Linked DNA regions of Mus musculus: regions 2, 3, 4, 5 and 6 are each linked to region 1. Evidence: chromatin contacts called from public ChIA-PET, Hi-C, HiChIP or PLAC-seq and promoter capture Hi-C data. All regions are on one chromosome and are shown on one strand. The core of a region is the stretch at or near the end of the contact, and the rest is flanking DNA. Distances in the headings are between cores, read along the strand shown.

Region 1 (4,012 bases), core at 65-2,564:
TCTGTCTCTGATCTGCCCAACCCCCAACCCCGTTTCTCCGTGCTTTCTCTGGGTATTTCTGGCTGTTCTGGAACTCGTTCTATAGACCAGGCTGCTCTCAGACCAGCGATCTGCTCGCCTCTACCTCCTGAGTGTGTAGTAGGTAAAAGTTACCTTGGCCCAAACCATGGTCAGCCCTAAGGGCTTTGCTGGAAGCAGAACTGAGAGGCTCAGATGGTCTTCCACCTTTCCTCTACACACTCCTCAGGCTGCCTCACTCTGGAGTCCTTCAGGGCCCTAATTCAGCATGCAGCCCTCAACTACCCAGGATCCAGCTGGAACCCATTCTATACTTGTGATTTCAGACAGTACTAATGAGTTGTGAAATTGATTTTTAAAAGCATAGGCCACAAAAAATAAAAATAAGAAAATAAAGGCTCCTGGTTTTTGGTTTTTTTCTCTCTTTTAAAATTAGCTTCACAGCTCCTTCCAACTAGGTTATGCTCCAACTAGGGAACACGCCCTAAGGGACGTGGCGAGCCAGGGAACCACCTGCTCTTTGACCGCCCTTGGCCAGGTCTCTAAAGAGCTGGTTAGGATTGCAAGACCAGGTCTTTGAGGCCGTTACACCTGACTTGCAGGGCCTTGGGTAACTACCAAAAACCACTCACTTCCATGCAGGTGGTTGTGGTCTCTGTAGCCAGTTTGCTTGGGGCTCCTGAGCTACCGGGTAGCCTCAGACCCTCCAGGCTGGGGTCCCTGGGTCCCTGTAGAATGGCTGGCCCTTCAAAGGTGCTCTGAAGCGTAAGCGCCATTATATTCAATGTTAAAAGGTCTCGAGAAAGCCGGGTGTCGGTGGCGTATGTCTTTAATCCCAGCACTTAAGAGACTGGTCTACAGAGTGAGTTCCAGGAAGGCCAGGACAGAGAAACCCTGTCTCAAAAAACAAAACAGAGATCCCAGGGAGAGCTGCCTCGCTTTCCTTCATTACCATCCCATGAGAGGCTTAAAACCAGCATCTTGGGACATTTTAGTGTCATGGGTGGGTGGTCTCACATGACAACGGTCTAAGCCTGACACGCCCCATTTCACTTTTCCTACTCCATGGGTCTGAAGCCCGACGTCCATCCTTCCTATGTAGGGGGAAGAAGGCGGAGGCCTATTGCTAAGGTGCGGGTTGGTGGCTACAGTCTTGATTGACAGGGGTATTAGCCAATGACTCTGACGAAAGCGGCTGCTGTTTATGAACGTGCAGATAACGGACAGGAGCAGTGCAGCCGGGGGCCAATGAGAACTCGCCTGGGCAGGTCTGAGGGCGGGGTTTCCCTAGGGGGCGGGTGTGGGTAGACTTCCAGCGCCAACCCCCGGAGACTCAGAGCACATCCGGTTTTAGCAGAGCAGGGAAGCTCCGGAGAGGTGGGCTGAGAAGGTACGTGCGAAACTAGGATCGGGCAAACCCGGAGTGAGGGATAGGGAGGGAGCAAGCGCGGGAGAGGGTAGTAGCTTCCGTTTTCGGACGGATCAGCTCCTTAGGCAACCCGGCCTGTTCTGCGTCGAGATCGAAGGAAAGCTGGGCGGGGAGGGACGCGGAGGAACTAATGCCGCGCATGCGCAGCAGCGCCGGCGGGGGCGAGTCTGCGGGGTCTCCCGGGCAGTTGGACCTGTGTCTGTGGCGAAGGCAGGCCTCTTAGCGACCCTCGCTTGCGTCCCTTCCACCCTCAGCCGAGTTCAGGGCTTGAATTCGGGACGGGTCCCCCACCCCTGACTTTGAGGTAAACGAAAGAGAAAGCTGTGTCGTTGTGGTCACCCCGCCCCACCCTGCGATCGCCTCTCGGCTGTTCCTTCTCGGGTTCCTCTGCCTCGCCTGGGTGAGCCGTCGGGGTTGGGGACTTGAGGTAGGCCTGGTTATAAGGCTGCCCTGTCACGGCGGGCCAGGTGATGTCACACTTCTTTATGACACTCGAGATTCCTTAGTTACTTAGAAGCCAATGGTAGAGGCCGAGGTGAGAAGCCCCGGGCTTAGCCTGGCTCCCCAGGCCCACGGAGCAGCCCCACTCTGATCTGATTGGTTGCCTCTGGACAGGTGAGGTGGCCTTGATTGCTTCGTCCTGAACCCTGGGTGAGTTCCAGAGTCTGCCCCGGAAGGGCGGCGATGGGTACTGTTTTTCTTGGACTGACTGATAAGTAGGCTTTGGCTTGCCTGCCTTCGTTTCTTTCCTTTTCTTTTTTTTTAAACAACAAAAACAAAAACAAGTTGTCTGGTGCCAGGCCAGGTTGCTTTGCCTGTCCAACCAGGCTTGTGTTGGCCAAACAACAAAACCACTTTGAACTTGAGACTCTCCAGTTACACAAACTACCTGTGAATGTGTAACACTTCGGACGAGCTGACTGCCTGAAACACAGACAGGAATTTGAAGGCTGAAGGTCAATGCCAGACTTTGTAGTTACTTATTAATATTTGTATGTGGTTTACCTTGTGGCTGTATGGGTATCTTAAGAGAGAGGTATGATTCAGGAAGTCCCTGAATTGCCCAATCACGTTTTCATGCCTTCTGCTAACACACTTAAGTCAGTAGTTGCTACATTTATTTTCTTTGGTGTTTCTTTATTGTCTAATTTGTTTTCTGCTTTGACTTGAACAAGTGGACATTTAGATTCCCCTCAGTTTTCCCCTAGTAGAGAGTGTCTGGAGTCCTTGAGAAACACAGCCTGTAACTTAGATCCACTTTTCCACTTCCATTATTCATCATGGGGAAATCAGGTTGCGCCCCTGGGTCCTGCTCTCCCTCTGTCCATCTGAATGAAGCCCTGCTTTCCTAACGACTAGGAAGGGGAGACATTAATTCGGATACTTAGCCTTTCCAGTTTTTCCTCCTTGTTACAGATAAAATTCGTGGTCTTGGTAGAAATGCTAAAAAATACATTGTGGGAGGAACCGACATATGTGCTGCGGAGTTAGGGAACTGCCTTATTGAAAGTGTGTTTTCCTGTTGTGGGTGAAATGGAAAGGTCAGGAGACCTGAAGCTGGTTCGGTTCTGGCCCCCCCCCCCCCCCCCCCCCCCCCCCCCCCCGCTTTAACTTTGTGATGTTGGTCAGATCAGTACTACTGTCGGGTTAGCACCCTGCAGTGGAGCCATCTACGTGTTTGTTATTGTCAGTAGAACTGGTATTAATCATATGTTAGAGTTAAAGAGAGGAGTGAGATTGAATAAAACTATTTTCTCACAGTTATGTGGTAGAAAAGGCAGGATTTGAAACTCCAGATCTGGGTCTGTTACCACTGTTACACTCCCTTTAAGAAAGAGAAAAACCTTTCATGTGCGACTCTTTCCTCTTGGACTTAATGTGAAGCTAATGTTGTTGTATCTTGGTGTATACATTTAACATCTAAACTAGCAAGTCAGGCAGTTTACACATTTAATTAAATAGTAGGCTGTGAGTTACCTGCCCCCTTCTGTCTTGTTAATTCAGCCATCTTGAACCCTATCCCTAGACATCCAGAAGGGATCAGATTGGTCCTTATCATCGGCGCTAATGCACTGACTTGAAGAGTTTCATTTTATTTCATAAACTACCCAAGGGTATTAATCTCCCTCGGGGGAACCAGCCACTCACGTTCTCCCTTCTACGTGCTGGTCCTGTGACTTGGCTGTAGGCTCCAGTACAGATGCCTTCTGGTTCATCCTCTTTTGTTCCCGGAGACTTTCTAACCAGATTTCATGGTAGTACACGTTTCCTGAATACAGCAGTCAAGACTAGAGAGAAGGGATTGCATCTGAGTAGGATCTGCTGGGCTGGCCGAGGAAGGGTGACTTGAACTTGTGGGGCTTGGGGCTTGTGGTTAAGAGCACTGCCGTTCTTCCAGTGCCCTTCCCATATGGCAGCTCTTAACTGTTCCTAACTCCAGTTCCGTGGCAAATGGCCCCCCGGCTCAGATGCAGGGAAGACACCGGTGCACATAAACGGAAATAAGTCTTAAAGTTGCAGGTCTCTTTTGTTCCTGATTTATGCTTGTTCTTGGGGGTGGGGTGG
Region 2 (3,738 bases), core at 673-3,172, 520 kb before region 1:
AGGGGGTTTTCCCTGGATCGAAACTAGGCTAATACCTGCGCCAGGCTTGCTCTGAGCTAGGGAGCTGACACCCGGAGTCTTACATCTAAAAACACCCAAAACAGCCCAGAGAGGTGGCAGAGATTTACCCCACCACTCTCCTTCCTGTGTTCACCCTAGACCAACAGGCTTCACTCCATTTTCTCTGCAAGGGAGGAAATGGAGGCTTGGAGGGGTGAAAGGCTGGAGCCCTTGAGTGAACAGCTCTTCAGTGGGACTCAGGACTTCCTGGTTCCCAGCTAGAGAATCAAACCACACCTCTCTCCTCCCCCATTTTCAGTCAGCCCTCTAGGAAGGATCCAAATGGTAACACATTGTCCCTGGGTAGCCTAGGGGATCAGCCAGAGCTAACAAGGTACAGTCTCACCTAAGGATGCTATCTAAGAGCAGACAAGAGAGGCAGAGACCATAGATGACAGCTCACTTTACCCCGCACCCCTATGCCAACTCTCAGAAAGCTTTCAAGGGCAAACCCCCTGCTTTCCCCTTTCTGAGACAATACTCAAGGAGACCTAGCAAATGTATTTTGGAGGGGGTGGAATGAGGGCGCAAAATGCACTAGCCAAATCCCTGCTGGGCAACATGACAGGTGTGAGAGAGGCTGTCCCCAGCCCGGGGCCCAGAGGCTGAGGCGGGAGGCTCATGCTGCACCCTTCCTGCTGTAGATACACACCCCTTCTCCCCAGCACCTCCTACCAGGGCTGGAAACACTGGCTTCCAGCAGAAAAGAGCACAAATAAAGTCATTTCTCCATCAAAGAGGCACAAGCTAGCCTACTCTGCAGAGCCGGGGCAGCACCTGAGAACTATTTACCATTCCGTAGCCAGAAAAGCATTGTAGAGATCTGGCGGGGGCTTTCAGGATTGGCCAGGGACTCATGGGCAGCTAACTCTACACTAGGCCCAGAGAAAGCAAGAGACAAAAGCCATTTTTTTGCAGCCCACATTCGTAGAGAACAGATCTCAACGGCCTCCTCTATAATCCCCCGGAGATTATGTCCATCCCAAGAGGAGGGGAAACGAAGCAGGCTAAGACACCACTAGGCCTTGCTGGGGTCACTTTGCCAGGCAGAGTAGTTAAGTTGAACAGCAGGGGCAGAGCTGCCCCAGCCCCACCTCCTTCATGCCCCAGCTCCCCTCTTCATCGCACCAGTTTCCACCCACCCTCCCCCCCCCCCCCCACCTCCCGGGTGAAGGACTCAGGGCTCCTTGAGTTTCCCACGGATTGTTTTGGGTGCCCAGGTAGGTAGGAACAACATTAAAGTCCAATCTGGCAGTATGTGGGACCTGGCAGTGGCATCCCCCCACCAAGTTGCTCTGTCCCAAGGAACCCTGGGGGTGGGGGTGGGGGACAACAGCCTGGGATTGGTGTTGGCATCAGGGCCTGGGTCCTAGTTTGGTCGAACTCCCTCAACACAAAAATAAACAGGCAGAGAGGCTATCTGGACATGTTCCCAAACTCCTGTAGTTCCCTGAACCCCCAATCTTTAAAGAGGCACACCCCAAGAAACCAGGCCTCGGTTCTGCCGTGGCAACTGGCTCAGATTCCCTTGACAGACCCTGCCAAAGGAACCCTCCCCAGCTCTGGCACCCCTTTCTCCAACCTAAAGGCCAGCCACCGGCCAAGATAGTCCATCTGGCTGTGCCCCTAGTCCAACCCTTTCTGGGCCCAGGCCGGGCGGACTTCACTCACCTCTTCACAGGGCGATCCAGAAATCCTCATCCGAGAACATGGCCAGAGCCCGGGCCGCTCCCCGACCTCCAACCGCCAGAGCGAGCACAGCCGCCCCCCACTCGGGGGGGCTTAGGGAGACCAAGAACGGTAAATCCAGGTCGGAGTGGTCACCCTTCCCCCGGGGGTTTAAAAAAAAAAAAAAAAAAAAAAGCAAAAATCCAACAGGGGTTCTCTGCCTCAGGTTCCAGCAGTTTAGGTTTCCATGAACAGCCCCAGGGCGGCGAATCCCGAGCGGACACAAAGAGAGCACCGGTGGCTTTGATCTTGGGCGAGCAGGCTCCGCATCCGCGTCGCGGGGCGGCCTCTCAGTCCTAGGGCCCGGCCAGCGCCCCGGCCGCCCGCGCCGGGCTCGGGCGGAACGTCGAGGCTCTCCAGATGGAACGTCGAGGCGCCTCCCCAGCAGCCCGGAAGGAATGCCGCGCCGCGCCGCGCCGCGCGCCGGGCCCGGATGGAACGTGAGCCCCTCGCAGCCGCGCCGAGCCCCTCTCCCCGCCGGGCCGGCGCCCCGGGGCCGCGCGAGCTACGGCGACGCGGAGCCGGCGGGGCCGAACCTGACACACACCCAGCGCCGGGCTCCGCGACCCCGAGCGTCCCCCCTCGGCGGCTTCGAGCCCCCCACCTTCTGCTCCCCCCGGGGAAGGGAGGAGGGTTGGTGGGCGAGGAAGAGGAAGGGGCGGGCGGTGCGAGCCCTCTGCCCGCTCCCCTCCGGCCGCTCCAGGCCCAGCGCTCGCCTCCCTTCCCCTCTGGCCTCGGGAGCTGCCCCGCCCCCGGCCTGGCCGCCTGTGGTCAGCGGCACCCCCTAGACCCCCGGCAGGCACTGATCGCGGGGGGTCTAGAGGTGCATGGTCCAACCCCGGCTCCCGGCGCCGGGGGGTCAGGAAACTGAGCGGAAAGTGGGGAACGAGGCAGCCATTTGCAACCGGAGAGGAAAGTAGTGCAGCGCGGCGCCGCTCCGCCTCCCCCCTCCGCCTCCTGCTCGGCCGGTAGGGTGGTTCCTGCGAAGAGGCTCTTTCCTCGCCTTGGAGCTGGGCAGCGATCGTAGAGACTCGTGGAGCGTCCGGCGCGAGATCCAGGGGGCCCTTTTGCCTGGGGAACCCCACTCGAGAAGGGGAGAAAGGAGAAGAGGAGGCCCTATTTTGTGTTGGAGCGGGGCGGCGGAGGGGTACAGCCCTCTTGGAGGAAAGGCTGTGACTCTGCAGTTCTACGCACACGCTCCGGGATCCCTCCGCTGCAGATTAACCCCGACTGCGCCAGGCTGGCCGCCGGGCAGACACGTGGGAATAAAGCCCCCCTCTTCTTCGCCACGGCCCAGGAGCTGCCTCCTTTACCTTCTGGGTGGTAAAGCTAGGATTCTGGCCACTTTTTAATTCTGTTCCCTAAAGTCACTGACCCTTGGAACTCCTTTCTTTGGCTGGGGGACAATCTTTGCCAAGGGGGGGTGGGGGGTGAAAAGAGAGCCTGGAGATTGGCCGCAGCTCTGCATCCTGGGAACTGGAGTCCGCAAATGGAGAAAGTGAGGCACCGTGCCTGGCGCTGCAAAGGGTGGGTTCTTGCCACGTTTGGGGGCCGGAAGAAAGCTGGACGACTCTCAGGTCTTCTAACTCCAAGACCCTTTGGAGTAGAAGTATTGTCGGTGTCCTCGCGATCCCCAAACAACCACTTCCCGACCAAAACATCAATGTAGAGTGTCCCCACCCCATATTTAATTTTCCCGAAAATCTTCTAAACCTGTCTTTTATTTCTTCTTCTTCTTCCTTAAACTAAGCTAAATACTCTGCTACTTGGTTGGAATATTGTTAATCTGAATAAGACCCTTGGCAAGCTCCCGCACTCCCAAGTATGGAAGGAGGGAAGACTAGAATTACCTTTCTGCACAGACTGTATACATGGAGTAAGCAGGTTGAGACAAATTAACTATGTACTCGATACTTTATATTCCCCCCCCCCTTTCCTCACCAACATTGT
Region 3 (3,733 bases), core at 1,219-3,718, 830 kb after region 1:
TCTGAAGACAGCTACAGTGTACTCATATAAGTAAAATAAGTCTTTAAAAAATAAAAATTATCAGGCAACATCCAATACCCAGAGATGCCAGGCCCCTCGCTTTAATCAGCTCTGGGAGGTAGGGATTCTGAGTCCTTGCCAATCAGCATGGCACACTCCCCTCCTTTCGGTCAAGAAGTCCTATTCCAATGACTGCCAGCGTGTGCAGGATGTAAGGGAGGTAAATAAACAGTGGAAGATACCCATCCTACAGTTCCAGACTCATCCGTCCTGCTGAGCTGATGTCCAGACCCTCTAGCCTTTACCCCCAAGTGCTGGACCTTCAGGTGAGTGCCACCACACACAATCCAGGGATCCTCTCAGATAGTTCTTCATCCTTCTCTTTATTTTTAAATGATCAGCAGGGGCTGGGAGATGTCTCCAGGTTAAAGGATGAGAACGCTTCTCTTGCAGAGGTCTCATGTTAGGTTTCCGGCATGTATCAGACAGCTCACAGCTGAATGAAATGAGGACATGACCGTTCTGAGGCATATGGTTGAGGAGAAGGCTTTGAGTGTAGATGTGGGAGAGAGTACAGCCAGAGGCATGGGAAGAGGCCAGGGCAGGGAGACAAATAACAGACTGACCAGAGCTTTGACAGGGGGCAGAGCAAGAAAAAGGAAGAGAAAGTTGGAAGAGGCAAAGAGCCAAGAGAGATGGCCAAACTGGCAGGATTTTTGGAACTCAGAAGCTGGGGGAAGAGAACTGAAGGCCCTCAGCCTGGGTTTAGGGTAGGGGGTTGGTGTGTGCTAGAGAAGAGCAGATTGTGAGCCTGGCTACCAGCCTGTGCTTTGGCATGCTAACAGACACCACAGTTAGCCATTTGTCCTGGGTTTCTTTGGGACCTGACAGCAACCATTTGTAATTCTAACTCCAGAGGATCCAACGCTCATTTCTGGATTCTGAAGAAACCTGTGCGCATACCATTCCCCATCTGAGACACACAGACACACAAAATTTACAATAATATATTTAAAAAGCAAACACTTGAAAGAAAGGATGAATGTATAGAAGTGTTTGGAGGGGGGAAAGAGCTGGAGAGATGGCTCAGTGGTTAAGAGCACTGACTGCTCTTCCAGAGGTCCTGAGTTCAATTCCCAGCAACCACATGATGGCTCTGTAATGGGATATGATGCTCTCTTCTGGTGTGTCTGAAGACAGCTACATAAAAAATAAATATAGGCCGGGCGTGGTGGCACACGCCTTTAATGCCAGCACTTGGGAGGCAGAGGCAGGCGGATTTCTGAGTTGAAGGCCAGCCTGGTCTACAAAGTGAGTTCCAGGACAGCCAGGGCTATACAGAGAAACCCTGTCTTGAAAAACCAAATATATATTTATATGTGTGTACACACACACACACACACACACACACACACATATATATATCTTTAAAAGAAAAAATAAAGGTTTGGAGGGAGGAAAAGAGAGAAATGATAATATAATCTCAAAAAAAGGACCCCTTTTAAAAACACTATGGGTGATGGAATGACTGCTGCTGGCCTGTTGTTCAGGCCAGGCTGGTATCTGCAAGCTTTCCCCCGACCTTACTTTGTAGGTCACTTTCCATAATGTTGAGACTCTGACTTAGTGTTGTACTTTCCATAGTTTTTTAAGACAGGCTTTCTTTGTATAGCCTTGCCGGGCCTGGAACTTTCTATGAAGATAAGAGATAGCACTGTGCCTGCCAACCCAAAGTGCTGGGGTCAGAGGCACAGCTGACCACGCCTGGCAATTTCCATAAATTTGATAGCGACTCCAGAGAGGTTGGGTAACTAGCCTAATCAGTCAAAACCCGAGTACTTCTATTTAAAGGTAGTCATCGGCCTTAGCTTTATTGGGCAATATTTGCTGAATCACGGTGCCTGGAGTCTAATAAGCCCTTCTAAACGCTTCAGTTTTACATCACATCGTATGTTCTGAAGGCTCAAAACCAAAGTCTTCACTCACCCAGTTATTAGGAGGGAAGGTGTCAAATACAACTTCTCAAAACATTTGATAATGCACTTTGTAGAGGGCATGCTAAAAACAAGCAAGCGAGCGAGCAAACCGCTATGATGCCCTAGCAGAACCTTGCCAAGGCTGAGATAAAGGCATCTGTATGAAGGTCAACTCCCCACAAGGACATGCTAAGTCCTTTCCGAAGCACTAAGATGGCAGCGCAAGGTTTTACAGTTACTTAAACAGAGCAGGTAGCCGAGGGTCAGCTGTCCCGCCCGCGAGAGAGGGAGGTCAGGACCCCGCGCCATTGCCCCAAGATCCCCGGAGCTCCCCCAGCGTCCCCGTGGCGGCCCGCGCGCTCCCGAGCTCGCCAAGATGGCGGCGCTCACGTGACCACGCGGTGACGCAGCACGCCGGCGCGCAGGCCACGCCCCTCCCCACGCTCCCGCGCACTCCTCGGCCGCCCCCCCCCCCCCCCCCAGCCCCGGCCCCCGGCCTGTGCGGATCATGCCGCCTGCGACGCCCCTCGCGGCCGGGAAACGGTAGCCGCGACGGTTGGCTCTCGAGTTACGCTCTCCTCCCGCACCCCGCCGACCCCTGGGACGCGCGCCACCTCGCTGCGGTGCGCGGCTGGCAAGTGAGGAGTAAAGTCGGCGCCGCCTGGGACGGGGGAGTGGAGCTTCCTGCCCCGGGCAGCGGCCAGGCGGCCCCGCGGGTGAGTGGGGCGCGGCGGAGCGCGAGGCGGCCCGGGCGGGAAGGCGGCGCCGGCGGGGACGCAATGGCGGCCACGCGCCGGCCGGGGGTCGCGCGCGGCTCGGCGGGCGGTGGGGGAGGGGCGCGGTGGGGGTGGGGCCGGCCGCGCGCTTCCGGTCGCGCGCGTCCCGAGCGCCCGGGCGTTAGGCTCCCCTCGCCTCCGCGGGGCGCGTTGGGAGAGGCGCCCCGGGCCTCCCGCGCTCCTTGGCTCGGCCCGCGCCGCATGGAGGCGGGAAGAAAAGCCGAGCGGCGGCCTCCGGCAGGCTGCAGACGCCGCGGCCTTGGGCTCCCGCCTCCATGACTGGGAAAACCGAGGCAACCCGCCCTGTGGCGGGGCACGGCGTTCCTCTCCTTCCGGGAGTCTCGCCGCTGGCCGCCTAAGTTATGATAGAAACTTAAAAGAGTCTCGGTAGCCGCCTTTTCTTTTTGAGACGGGATTTGTTGCGAAGAGTTCATGGTGCAGGACTTCCAGACGCGGTCGCCGGGTCCGGTTTATTATAGCGTTTTTAGTTTTGCCTGAGACAGGGCTTACCAAACTGGCCTTAAATAAATTTATATATACATACACACACACATACATACATACATACATACATACATAGTCCAGGTTGGCTTCGAACACGGCTTATGTTAGGATTTTTTGTTTGTTTTTTTGTTTTTCTTATATGAGTACACTGTAGCTGTCTTCAGACACTCCAGAAGAGGGAGTCAGATCTCATTACAGATGGTTGTGAGCCACCATGTGGTTGCTGGGAATTGAACTCAGACCTCTGGAAGAGCAGTCAGTGCTCTTAACTGTTGAGCCATTTCTCCAGACCTTCAACATCTTTTTCAAGGAAGGAAGCTAAGACGCCTTTTCCTCACTCACCAGCTGAGAAGTCTCTGTACTTGATATTTATTGATATTTACTGTTCACTCGTGACAGTCTGCTGGTCACTGAGCACACTTTACTGCAGACAGGCACTGCCTTTAGAGAGCTTAAAGCTGGGAGAAACAGGCAGGC
Region 4 (3,810 bases), core at 767-3,266, 860 kb before region 1:
CGCTTCAAATCTAGAACTAGCTGTTTACAAATTACCTAGTAAAGCCATATTTTTGCACAAATTAAATACATATATGATTAAAAAAAAAACTATGATGCCCCTTCCAAAACACACACACAGTGTGCCCATTACTTAACAAGGCTTGGCAAGTGAGTCAGCGCTCCAGCATGAAGAATTAACTTAGAGTGCCAATTCAGTGACTCAGCAAACAGAAGGGCCTACCACCAAGGCCAGACAGACCACCTGAGTTCCATCACCCCCCACACAGCAGAAAGCTACCCTCCGACCACGTGTGTGTGGCAGCACGTGAATCCTCATAATAGATGTTTAAGGAAGAAGACTTTAGAGCTGCAATCCCAGAACTCCAGAAGCCGAGGCAGGAGAATTAAGGGTTAAAATCAGTCTGACCATAATCAGAACTCAAAACCTTAATTTTTCCAGCAAGCGATTAACTAAATATCTCTCCCTCAAATGGCCTTCCAGTTCTCATTATTGGCGGGGTGGGGTGGGAGGGTTGAGACAGGGTTCTGTTTAGCCCTGGCAATTCTGGAATTCAATGCTTTTACTAGGCTGGCCTGAACTCCCAAGTGCCAGGATTAAAGGCCTGCACCACTGCTGCCAGCATCATCACCTCTGAGCATTTGAGTGTTTTGACCTGCCTCCCAAAGAGTGAATATCCTTAATACCTTTTTTACAAACACACGACCTAAAACTCCGCAGATACGACCAACTCTACACATCATGTTCCCCTTTGCACTTTAAAACTGAAGGCAGGGGACAAGCATGTGGCACCAACATTCTCCCACTCCAGTTCCAGGAGACCCAACGCCCTCCCCTCAAGCATGAACGTGGTACACCAACACACATGCAGGCAAACACCCATACACATGAAAGTTCTTTAAAAAACCATAAAGGGTTGCCAAAACTGTTCCAAGCAAGGGCGAGACTGTCTCAAAAGAGGAGCCGGGGGTGGGGGAGTCTGTGACTCTGCAAGCCTAGCTTAACCTTCTGTCTGTCCTTCCGTACCAGGAGGTACTAAAACCGACTCCAGCAAATTGGCCTCTGACCTCCCCACGTGTCCCTAACCACACAAAACAAACTACCAACGGGAAATAAATGCTTCGAAATGTAATAAAAGTCTAACGGTAGGAGGTTTGGGCGTTGAAGCAGGCTCGGTGATACAACCTGTGCTTGGCGTGCATTGAAAAGTAAGAACGACTCTCGGAGCCCGAAGGCACCCATATAACCCACGCCTCTCCACGTACCCATCTTTCTTCTCGGGCTTTGGGGCAGCACTGGGGCACCTTTTTCCATTCTTCGTCGAGACGTAACTACATTGTTTGAAGGGTGCATTCTTGTCTTCAAGAATGTGCTTAATGCAGAACTCCTGCCCCTCCAGCCGCGGCTGAGAGCACGGGCGGTGAGTGAACGAACAGGAAAGGGGCTCCTGCGACCTGGGCACTGGGGTGATCCTCCCCCGATTCGTTGGCAAGACGTGAATCCGAATCCTGTTCATGCCAAAACCTGCGGGGAGGGCGGTCACACGACAGATCGAAACGGCCTTAGCCCGGCCACGAGTCCTGGTTGCGTGCTCCCGCGGCCGCCCTCCAGCCTCCCGTCACCGACCCGCCCGCCGCCCGGGCCCCTACCACGTTGGCCGAATCTCCGCAGCAGCAGACCGGAAGCGCGGCGCCTGTCCCACGCGGCACCACTGCAACGGCGCGGCACGCCCCGCCCCCACGCCCCGGCTCGCCGCCTTTGTCCCTGGCCGCCTCAGCGCTCACAGCCCCGACCCGAGCGCCTTGGCCGTCGTCCTACAAGCGCCATCTTGTCCCACGGCTCCCGGCACCGGAGAACCTGGCTCCCCGAAAGCCTAGCAACCAGAGAGGCTCCAACGCTGCAGGAGACGACGTGCCGCGCTGAGCTGACAGAGAAGGCGAGCAGCGCCTAACAGCAAAGGAGAAGCGCCCGGCACGGCGCCATCTTACCTCCCCCACCGCGCGGCACCGCGCAGCTTGCCCTCTGGCTGCTCCGCCTGCTCGGAACGCGACCCTAGACGCTGATTGGTTGCTGCGCTGAGGGTGCTGTGCTCCTATTGGTCAGAACTAACACTAGCCTGTGGAGGGCGGGACAGTGAGAGACTCCACAACGGGAGTGGCTGAAGTGAAGTGTCTGTCAGAAACTCGGCCGGTGAGTGGGCCGTCGGAAAGGCGGGCCACCGCCAGTCGCCGGATTCGGATATTTTTCCATCTGAAGGGTTCGTCTTCTGGTGGCAGTAGTCTCCAGTCTTCTCGGGCAGCTACTTCTTTACCGTCCCTACACAGCAGAAGAGTAGACATTGGGGTGGCTGGAGAAATGGCACCGACTGCTCTTCTAGAGATCCTGAGTTCAATTCCCAGCAACCACATGGTGGCTCACAACCAACTCTAACGGGATCCGATGCCCTCTTCTGCAGTGTCAGAAGACAGGGACAGTGTACTCATATGAATAAATCTTAAAAAAAAGAAAAGAAAAAAAGTGGACGGTGGCTGACCGTGTTTTCTGTTTACACATGAAAAGGTTTTATTAGTTTTCTATGGTGACCAACCAGTTCATTTAATTTTTTTTTCTTGGTCATTTCATGTAAACACTCGAACTCTTTCTATCTCATGAATCATATATATGTACTAATTAATTTTTGTAGAGCAGCCCTAAGAGGTAGACATTATTTTTTAGGTAGACATTATTTACAGATAAAGTGATGGAAAATCAAAATGACTTCTGGCATAGCGCATGCTTCTCAACGCCCTGCCGAATAGTGTATTATAGAAACAGGCTATTCCGTTTTCACGATTCTTTAAAGATTCCAACCACACCTATAGAAATCCGATGGCTCTCTGCCTTATTCTCTTCTTCTTCTCCCCCCCCCCCCGCCCCCCTTTGGAGACAGGGTTTCTCTGTGCAGCCCTGGCTGGCCTCGAACTCAGAAATCCGCCTGCCTCTGCCTCCCAACTTATTCTCTTAAGAGAGTATCTCCCACTTGGTAGTGGTGGCAGACTCCTTTAACCCCAGCACTGGGGGGGGGGGGGGGGGGGGGAAGAGTAGAAGCAGGCAGATCTCCGAGTTCGAGGCTAACTTGGTTTACAAAGCCAGTTCCAGGACAGCCAGGGCTGCACAGAGAAACCGTGTCTCAAAAACAAAAGATGAAAAAGCCACCAGGTACGGTTACGGTAGGTAGCACACACCAGTAATCTGAACACTGTGGAGAGAGGCAAGGGGGTCTCTGTGGTCAAAGACAGGATCTGGACTTGTCTCACTGAACCTGGAGTGCACCATTTTTAAAAACTTATTTGTGCCCGGCATGGTGGCGCACATGCCTTTAATCCCAGCACTCGGGAGGCAGAGGCAGGCAGATTTCTGAGTTCGAGGCCAGCCTGGTCTACAGAGTGAGTTCCAGGACTCTGAGTAGCCAGGGCTACACAGAGAAACCTTGTCTCAAAAAAACAAGGGAAAAAAAAGAGTTACAGTGGTTTGGTGTCTCTTCACACCAATAAGAATTCAGGTACATGCGTACATGATGTAAACTCTCCCATTTAAAAATAAGAAAAATGTTCACCAGCTACTGTTCCTATTGCTGTGCCTAAGACATGATCTCCTTATACAGCCATCTTGCCTCAAATAGCTACTCTCCTGCCTCAGCTTCTTTTTTTTTTTTTTTCCGAGACAGGGTTTCTCTGTATAGCCCTGGCTGTCCTGGAACTCACTTTGTAGACCAGGCTGGCCTCGAACCCAGAAATCTGCCTGCCTCTACCTCCCAAGTACTGGGATCAA
Region 5 (3,887 bases), core at 1,207-3,706, 590 kb before region 1:
AAATCCTCACAACAACCCTGCGAGGTAGGTGTTTATAAACCCCCATTTGACAGATGAGGAAACTGAGGCTCAGGGAGGTGAAGTGATTTGGCCAAGGTCACATGGCTAATAAATGGCAGACACAGAGGAAGTGCCCAGGGTTGGAAAGAAAGAAAAGAAAAAGAAAAAAGAAGAAGAAGAAGAAGAAAGGCTTAAATGTCAGTCTCAAACCGGTTGGCGTGGATTAATACAAAGAAGGGCTCGGCGCGCCCCAGAAGTCTGGGAGGCCGGAGGCCTGCTCCCGGCCCCGCGCGCGGTTTGGAGGTGTCAAGGCAGGAAACCGGCGCCGGTAACTAGGGATCCAGATAACTGGCAGTGCTGGTGTAGGGGCACTCGAGCACCAGCAACCGGGGGAATCCGCGACCTGCGCGCGCCCCGTAGTGGCTACAGCGAGTATCACACCCCGCACCGTCTGCTGAAAAATCCACCTTCCTCCTTGCCTGGCTGTTTTCCTTGGAGAGACACAGAAATTGTCAAGGTCCTATCCGGTGGGCGATACCGTCTGCGTGGAAAATCCCGGTAACACTTCAGAGCGTCACTAAGGACACGGAGATGGAGGAGAAGGGGAAGGCCTAAAAGTGTCCCAAGCTGATTCATTGGCTACCTTCCCTCTCCAGCTTGGGCCACAGCAGGCTAGAGGCAGTGAGAGGGCCATGATCCTGCTCGGCTGTGGGAGCACTCACCTAAACTGGGAAAATTGGAATAGAAGCCCTTTGTCCGTTTAAATCTGAAGACCTTGACAGTCTTCCGAACTGAGGATGACCGAAGTGGGTAAGAACCCTCAGATTCTCTCTACTCGCTTATTCACAAAATCCTAGGGACAAAAGAATGGGAGGCAGAAAGCGCTCATTTTACATTTACAGAAGTCCGGGATGCCCGGGCGCAAAAATAGTTACTCTGAGGTCCACCAGCTAGGTCAGTGGCAGAGTTGGAATTGAAACTTGAGTTGTAACATCAAAGAGAGCCCTCTCGCCAGGTTGCTGGTTGTGTGTATGCATTCATTTCTTCTCTGCCCAAAGTTCCTCTGTCTCCTCCACTCAGTCACTAGGTTCAAGGCCTCTCCATTACTTTTTCTCTCCTGTCAGGGACCCTGCCCTGCCCATCGCAGGCACCATCCCTGCCCCTTCTCTTTCTCTGTCGGAACAGTTCCACACCGAATGTAGCAGGTGTGGATGGCCCACCCACACTTTCCCTGAAACTAACCCTTGAGTTGGCAGACGCTACCTTCCCTGGTTCCTCCTCTCTCCTCTGTTTCAAGTGTGGGAACAGGTATAGGTGGGAAAGAAGAAAAGGAAGCAAACGAAGCCTGGAGAGAGAGAAGGAGCAGGTGAGCCCAGGGTGGATGGGCTGAGCGACACGAGAACAAAGAGGGGCATCGCTCACTCCCTCTCTCTATTTCCCTGTGGCGTTTTCCTGGTGTCCTCTCGGATGAAGCCTTCCTCGGTTTGACTGATGACATCCACAATCTCCCGGATACTGTCGCTCAGCCCTGCTGTCTTCCCGCCTTCCCTGGGCCGGGTGTTCCCAAGCGCAGGCAGGGTCCTCTCATTCCGCCAGGAGGCGCCTGGGGCGTCTGTGTCGCTTCCATCAGAGGAGCCGCTATGGACGCTGAGATCCTCCGCTTCGTCTGAGTCCGAATCTGGGGCGGTGTGGCGGCGGATGCGGGACACGGCTTCTCGCAACGCCCCGGCGTAGGGCCCTGGAGTCCGCGCCCAGCCCCCGCCCGCGCGCCGCGGGACACCAGCCGCTTCTGAGCCCTTCAAGCTGCCGGCGCATACCGGAGCCGCTGGGCCTAAGGTCGGGTGCTCTTGGCTACCTGGCTGCGTGGGGGCGTCTCGCGGGTTCACTTCTCCGACAGGGAACCCCAAACCGCTGGAGGAGCGCTCCTCCAATGAAGAATCCCCCTGCTGTCCGACCTCGGCCTCGCACTCGCGACCCTCGCTCGGTTGGTTTAAGACTCGACTGCTCAACAGTCGCTTTTGGCAAACTGAAGGGTTGGCAGCGGCCCCCTCGCCCTCCTCCTCGTGACAGGGCTTGGGTTGACTAAGGCTGTCGCTCACACTGCACGACTCCCCAGAGGGCACGAGCTGACCCTGCTGGGTTCGAGGGGTCGGAACGTACTGGGACTTTATCACCACGCATGTGGCGTCAATGACAAAGATGCCTTCTCTACCAGCGGGACCTCGGGAAATGCGGGGCAGGGTGTGGGCACGGCGGGTCACCTTCCAAACTTCCAGGGTCTCATGTTCTGCCCCCTCTCTTTGACCCAGGGACTCTTTCCACCCGGTGCCTCCAGGAGCCCAGGGTCTAGGGAGCGTCTGGCTGTGCCTAACTGGAGGCTTTTTAGGGGAGGCAAGCCAACACGTGGGAAGCCATATCTGCTCACTTCCTTCTTTCCCTTTCCTTGACCCCCTGAGGTGCTGCCTGGACCTGGGAACAGGACGAGGTGGGCTGCTGATCGCGGACCTAGAGAGAGCTGCGTCCGTGCCTGGACCGCCAGTCGTTTTGCCTTGGGAATGACTATCGCCAGCACTGTTCAGGCCAGCAGCAACTAGGCCTGAGCTTTTCTCTATAGCCCCTTTGCAAGACTCTGGCCTAGCTCTGGCTGCTGTACAGCCTGGAGCACCTCCTAAGAGTCCCCGTCCCTGTCTGAGACCCCAAGCTCCTAGAACATCCCGGTAGATTCGAGGATCCAGCCTCTTCTTCGTGCGCCCTCCCTCTGTCCTGGTGGTGGCTGGAACTGGGGCTGATGAGGTGGGCGCCCGGGAGAGCTCCGGGCCTCGCTTAGTCCCCAGGGTCCTGTGGGGACCTTCATAAGAAGGTGGAGCCACATAGGGTGGCGGCCGGTCCCAGCGGCGCCTTGGGGCTGTGCCTGCAGAGCCTCTCAACAGCAGGTGAGCCTCGTAGCTAGGGGGCCCTGGCCTTCTGCCTCCCCATGGCCCCGCCCATGCAACCCCTGGGTCACCCTGCGGGAGCACGGATGGTCGGGGCGCTCGCCCCACCTGCCCGAAGCGCTCTGGTCTGGAGAAAACTGGAAACCCTGTAGGTTGGGCTGCCCGAAGGGCGTTCCGGGGCTCTGGGCGGGGCTGACCTAGGGGACTCCGTCGGGCCCCGCCAGCCTTGCGCCTTTTTCTCTCGGTCTCCTTGGCCTCCCGCTCCTGCGACGCCGCCTTTCTTTTCTCTTGTTCCCGGGCTCGGACCTCGGCGGGGGGGCCCGCCCGCCAGTTGGTTGCCTCCTGCAGCACCCTGGAGGCCCAGGGTCGGCGGGGTGGCGGCTCAGGGGATCCCGGGCGCAGCCTACACCTGGGACAATGAGCAGGAACCCAGGTGAGCAGTTTGCGGGGACAGAGAGCCGAGGTCCGGGGAGCTGGGAGCACTGGAGACCACTTGGGGCAGCCATGTGGGAGGGTTCGTGTGAGTGTCTGAGCGAGTGCACGTGCGTATATGTTAGGGCTAAAGTCGAAATGAGACTCCTCGCCATCTCTCCATGCACACTTTAACAGCGACTGCCCCCATCTCACCGCCTGCCACTAGTACTCCTGTCCCCCTAAACAGCGCTCAATGATTCAGGCCCCAGTCCTCGACGAGTGGGGGGAGGGAGGCGCGGGAAAGAGAAGGGAACAGCAGCAATTGCTGGTGCCAGCGGGGAGGTCTGGACCCCACTTCCCGCCCCACCACTTGCTGCCCCTCACCCCTCCTTCACTCACGTGCGGCTCTGGGGCCCACGGGCCCAGTAGCTGGCCTGGATGTCCATGGACTGTCGAGAAGGAGCGCGACGACTATAATGACAGGAAATAGTCTTCACTTCAATCACCAACAGCTTGGACTTCTGCACCCAGAGGCAGCTG
Region 6 (4,162 bases), core at 1,470-3,969, 520 kb after region 1:
TCTTCTTCTTCTTCTTCTCTCTCTCTCTCTCTCTCTCTCTCTTTCTCTCTCTCTCTCTCTCTCTCTCATGCGCTCTGTGTTTTAAGTTGGGGATGTGGGTGTCTTTCTATGTAGTCCAGACTGGCCCTAACCTTCCAATCCCTCTACCCTAGCCTCCTGGTGTTACAGACGTGTGCCACCCACACCCGGTGGCATACATTTTAAAGGAGTTTTATTTTTACATTTACATTTATTGCTGTAAAGGGAAGGAGAGAAACAAGACAGCCCTAACAAGGAAAGGGGACACACGATAAAATGTCTTTTTGTTCTTTGTTTGGTTTGAAAAAGTCTCATAGTCAAGTTCTAACTGGTTTGGAACTCACTGCATAGACCAGGTTGGCCTTGATTTCAGAGATCTGCCTGCCCCTGCCTCCTGAGTGCTGTTATTAAAGGTGTGTGCTACCATGCCTAGCTACTCATCTTTTTTTTTTTTTTCAAGACAGGGTTTCTCTGTATAGCCCTGGCTGTCCTGGAACTCACTCTGTAGACCAGGCTGGCCTCGAACTCAGAAATCTGCCTGCCTCTGCCTCCCAAGTGCTGAGACTAAAGGCATGTGCCACCACCGCCTGGCGCTACTCATCTTTTAAAGGATATGTTTATTTATATTTTATTTTATGCATATGAATGTTTGCCTGCATATAGGTAGGTAGGTAGGTAGGTAGGTAAGTAGGTAGGTAGGTAGATAGATAGATAGATAGATAGATAGATAGATAGATAGATAGAACAGCAAGTGCTCTTAACCCCTGAGCCAACTTTTCCAGGCCAAGATTGATCACCTGATTCCTTAAAGCTGGAGGGCAATTTTATTAGTATTTAAAAGCAGAACCCAAATCTTGGGAAGAAGATGGAGAAGAGGAAGGGAGAAAGCCATGTGATTTGTAAGCAGCCCCTCTGAGGAGGGGGCAGACACAGCGAGAGGAAGCCCAGAGTCTCCTGCAAAGCAGGTCCAGGCTTTGGCGAGATCCAAAAGAAATCTAAAACTCTCCCTTTTCTAAATTAAGGACTTAATGAAGAAGCCACATGGCTACTCCCCATAAGCAACTGACTCCCAAGAGTGTGTGTGTGTGTGTGTGTGACTGCAAAGGCCAGATGAGAGTGTCAGGTGAATGTCAGCATGGTGGTCTATGCCTATGATCCCAGCACTTAGGAGGTAGAACAGTCAAATCAGGAGTTAAAGGCCAACCTAAGCTACACGGAAAGCTTGAGGCCAGCCTGGACTACATGAGCCTGGATCTTTAAATCAATAAGGTTGTGTGGGAGCTGGAGAGATGGTCCAGCAGTTAAGAACATTTGCTGCTCTCCAGAGGACCTGCGTTCAGTTCCCAGCACCCACATCTGGTGGCTCACAAACACCTCTAACTCCAGGCCCAAAAGGATCCAAAGCTTGGCTCCCTCCAATACCTCAGTCACATGACATACCTGCGTGCAGACAGAAATGCCTGCACATATTCAAATCTTTAAATAAATTAGTGGTCTGGGGAGTTGGCTTTGTAGGGAAAGTTCTTACCATGGAAGAACCTCATTCATCTCCCCGGGACCCATGTGAAAGCTGGGTGTGCCACACCAGTCTGGAATCACAGCACCTGGGAGGCAGACACACAAGATTCCCTGGAGCTCACTGGTCAACCAGTCTCACTGGATCAGTGGTCTCCAGCTTTAGTGAGAGAGCCTGTCTCAAAAAGTAACATGGAGCGGGACTAAGGAAAACACCCCTGTCTTAGGGTTTCTGTTCCTGCACAGACATCATGACCAAGAAACAAGTTATGGAGGAAAGGGTTTATTCGGCTTACATTTCCACATTGCTGTTCATCACTGAAGAAGTCAGGACTGGAACTCAAGCAGGTCAGGGTGCAGGAACTGATGTAGAGGCCATGGAGGGATGTTCTTTACTGGCTTGCTCAGCCTGCTCTCTTATAGAACCCAAGACTGCCAGCCCAGAGATGGTCCCACCACAAGGGGCCTTTCCCCCTTGATCACTAATTGAGAAAATGCCTTACAGTTGGATCTCATGGAGGCATTTCCTCAACTGAAGCTCCTTTCTCTGTGATAACTCCAGCTGTGTCAAGTTGACACAAAACTAGCCAGTACAACCCCATATCAACCCTGCCCTCTACATACACACACATGAACACACTTGTGCACATAACCACATGAACACCTACATATCACACACACACACACACACACACACATTAAATAAGCAAAAGAAAAGTTTGTCTTTAGTGCAATAAGGAGCCAGTTAATCAGGAGAAGATGGCGACGGTCTTAGAGATGCTGGGGAACAGGTGAGAACATAAAGGTGTTTTGAAAAAAATATAAAATAGTAAAACTTAAAGCCAAAGTGAATGTATGAGAGAAATAAGAGTGTGTCTGCCAGGTAGTTTTCTGGGGCCTCTGGGCATTAGATTATTTAAACTGAGACCAACAGCCAAGTTCCGGTGTTTCCCCGAGGCTGTGCTCAGCTCTCAGGGTGCAGGCCTGGAGGGGGTCAGAGTGTTCAACTCTCAGGCCTGGAGGGGGACAGAGAAGACTGTACTTAAGCTGGGCTGTGGTCCAAAGTAGACCTGGAGAAGTGCAGGAGCTGAGAGTGCAAGGAAGGGAGGGGTTATAATTACCGACCTTGCAACTCAAAGGAAGAATAAAAAACATTTGAAACATTGTGGAAAGGTTATTTTGTTTGTGCAGGGTAGGAGCCTGGAGAGAACTTCGAGCAAGGAAACCGCCCCAGCTGTGCACGGGCTCGGGGCAGCTGTGCGGTGAGTCAGTGGGTCAGTGTGTCTCTTCTAGAGCACCCCGGCAGCTCACATCCTCCTGTACCTCCAGCTTCTGGGGATCCAGCTCCTCCCGCCTCTGTGGGCACCTGCTCCCACCTGCACACACCTCATGCAGACACAGGCAAAGCGTTTTATAATGTGTGTTGTTGTATACAAGACACTTTGTTTTATAATGCGTACTGTAAGTATCAATATGTTTTTGATCTACCACCTCTCTTTCACCACCCAACAACTTTGGCCTCAAAGTCAGTTCTGATTTGACCTTTGTCTCCATTTTGGTTTGCATTTTACTTCCTCCCTTCGGGTTCGTTCCCCCACCCCCACCCCCACCAGGTTTATTCGATACAACACAATCTCTAACTTCAGTGAGGTGACTGGCCATGTTCACCACCAAAGCAGCCTCTAAACTGGAACTCAGTTGCTGAGCCAGCCCCAGCCTCAGCTTTCTTGTCGGCTACAGGAGCACAGCACTCCTTCTGCAGATATCTCTGTCTGCCTCCCCTCTTGGGAATCTTGCAGGTCACTCACCCTGTGGACCCTTGGGCTGAGGCCTGCCAGTCTCAGGATGGGATGGCAGGCATGATTTCCAGACGTAGGTGTAGGTAATCTCAGAGGTACTAGATGCTCTCATTCGTAAGGTCCCAGAAGAAGTGTCTCCAGGCAAACTGCTCCTTCATGTAACCTCGAGACTTGAGACTGCATGGCTTTCATTATATGAAGGTTATGCATGTTCTTGTCTGCCAGCTCAGGGTGTTTGGGCACGTGGACATCTTTCTCGGCAACCATCACGCCTTCCTTAAGGAGTTCATAGATGGCAATCCTGTTCTTCTCAGGCATCAACATCACGGCTGTAAGGTCTGAGGCAGAGGCTGGAAAAGAAGCCCTCTATTCATTTTAACTTGATCTATTCTTTTGTTTTGTTTTTTTCAAGATAGGGTTTCTCTGTGTAGCCCTGGCTGTCCTGGAACTCACTCTGTAGACCAGGCTGGCCTTGAACTCAGAAATCTGCCTGCCTCTGCCTCCCAAGTGCTGGGATTAAAGGTGTGCACCACCTTGGTCTATTCTTTTAAACATATCATATAGGTAATATGTTGTTTTCTTGTGTGCAGTGTTATGCTAAACAAACGTCCTTCCGCTGAGTTGTAACTCCAGCCCTTCTTACAGATTTTTGTTTTCTTCAGGTGTTGTTTATTCTCTTTTGTTGTTTTGAGACCAGGAGCTTTCTGAAGAGGCCTGCCTTGAGCTCCGGACCCTCCTGCTTCTATCTCCCAAGGCAGGGATTATGGGATGCACCACCACCCTCTCTCCCAAGGCAGGGATTATGGGATGCATCACCACCCACTCTCCCT

The links. Promoter capture Hi-C pulls out the DNA fragments that hold promoters and counts their contacts. Hi-C and Micro-C count contacts between places; a contact is called where the count stands out from the background. ChIA-PET counts read pairs in DNA pulled down with a chosen protein or histone mark. HiChIP or PLAC-seq counts read pairs in DNA pulled down with a chosen protein or histone mark.
Region 2: a contact with region 1 is called in a promoter capture Hi-C map of neural stem cells. The contact joins the promoter of Kmt2d here to the promoter of Tmbim6 in region 1. A contact is called at or near these places in 6 of 39 promoter capture datasets (hippocampal neurons, liver, maxillary cranial neural crest and 2 more), 2 of 484 Hi-C or Micro-C datasets (CD8 T cells and erythroblasts), 6 of 115 datasets of contacts at active chromatin or transcription factors (bone marrow-derived macrophages, embryonic stem cells, extraembryonic endoderm stem cells and 2 more) and 1 of 9 other capture datasets (liver).
Region 3: a contact with region 1 is called in a Hi-C map of erythroblasts, with 5 times the contacts expected there. The contact joins the promoter of Atf1 here to the promoter of Tmbim6 in region 1. A contact is called at or near these places in 1 of 484 Hi-C or Micro-C datasets (erythroblasts) and 1 of 115 datasets of contacts at active chromatin or transcription factors (memory CD8 T cells).
Region 4: a contact with region 1 is called in an RNA polymerase II ChIA-PET map of memory CD8 T cells, with 10 read pairs. The contact joins the promoter of Kansl2 here to the promoter of Tmbim6 in region 1. A contact is called at or near these places in 1 of 484 Hi-C or Micro-C datasets (CD4 T cells) and 1 of 115 datasets of contacts at active chromatin or transcription factors (memory CD8 T cells).
Region 5: a contact with region 1 is called in an H3K27ac HiChIP or PLAC-seq map of extraembryonic endoderm stem cells, with 3 times the contacts expected there. The contact joins the promoter of B130046B21Rik here to the promoter of Tmbim6 in region 1. A contact is called at or near these places in 1 of 39 promoter capture datasets (pre-B cells) and 1 of 115 datasets of contacts at active chromatin or transcription factors (extraembryonic endoderm stem cells).
Region 6: a FOXA1 HiChIP or PLAC-seq map of pancreatic cancer cells shows a contact between it and region 1. The contact joins the promoter of 1700121M21Rik here to the promoter of Tmbim6 in region 1. A contact is called at or near these places in 4 of 39 promoter capture datasets (the 3T3-L1 cell line, hippocampal neurons and liver) and 3 of 115 datasets of contacts at active chromatin or transcription factors (embryonic forebrain, embryonic stem cells and pancreatic cancer cells).

The regions. Positions count from the first base shown.
Region 1 is chr15:99,391,633-99,395,644 of GRCm38.p6, forward strand. It overlaps Tmbim6 (transmembrane BAX inhibitor motif containing 6), which reads left to right and starts at 1,315. Exons shown (of 10, transcript NM_026669.4): 1 at 1,315-1,408.
Region 2 is chr15:98,869,283-98,873,020 of GRCm38.p6, forward strand. It overlaps Kmt2d (lysine (K)-specific methyltransferase 2D), which reads right to left and starts at 1,923. Exons shown (of 55, transcript NM_001033276.3): 1 at 1,732-1,923.
Region 3 is chr15:100,225,391-100,229,123 of GRCm38.p6, forward strand. Atf1 (activating transcription factor 1) reads left to right here and starts at 2,469. Exons shown (of 7, transcript NM_007497.3): 1 at 2,469-2,692.
Region 4 is chr15:98,532,253-98,536,062 of GRCm38.p6, forward strand. It overlaps Kansl2 (KAT8 regulatory NSL complex subunit 2), which reads right to left and starts at 2,017. Exons shown (of 10, transcript NM_133714.5): 1 at 1,650-2,017; 2 at 1,266-1,524. The coding sequence starts at 1,516.
Region 5 is chr15:98,803,859-98,807,745 of GRCm38.p6, forward strand. B130046B21Rik (a long non-coding RNA gene) reads left to right here and starts at 2,457. Exons shown (of 3, transcript XR_003951472.1): 1 at 2,457-3,366. Ddn (dendrin) reads right to left here. Exons shown (of 2, transcript NM_001013741.1): 1 at 3,747-3,887; 2 at 1-3,342. The coding sequence ends at 1,419.
Region 6 is chr15:99,912,245-99,916,406 of GRCm38.p6, forward strand. 1700121M21Rik (a long non-coding RNA gene) reads left to right here and starts at 2,720. Exons shown (of 3, transcript XR_875663.3): 1 at 2,720-2,795. It also overlaps the pseudogene Gm20564.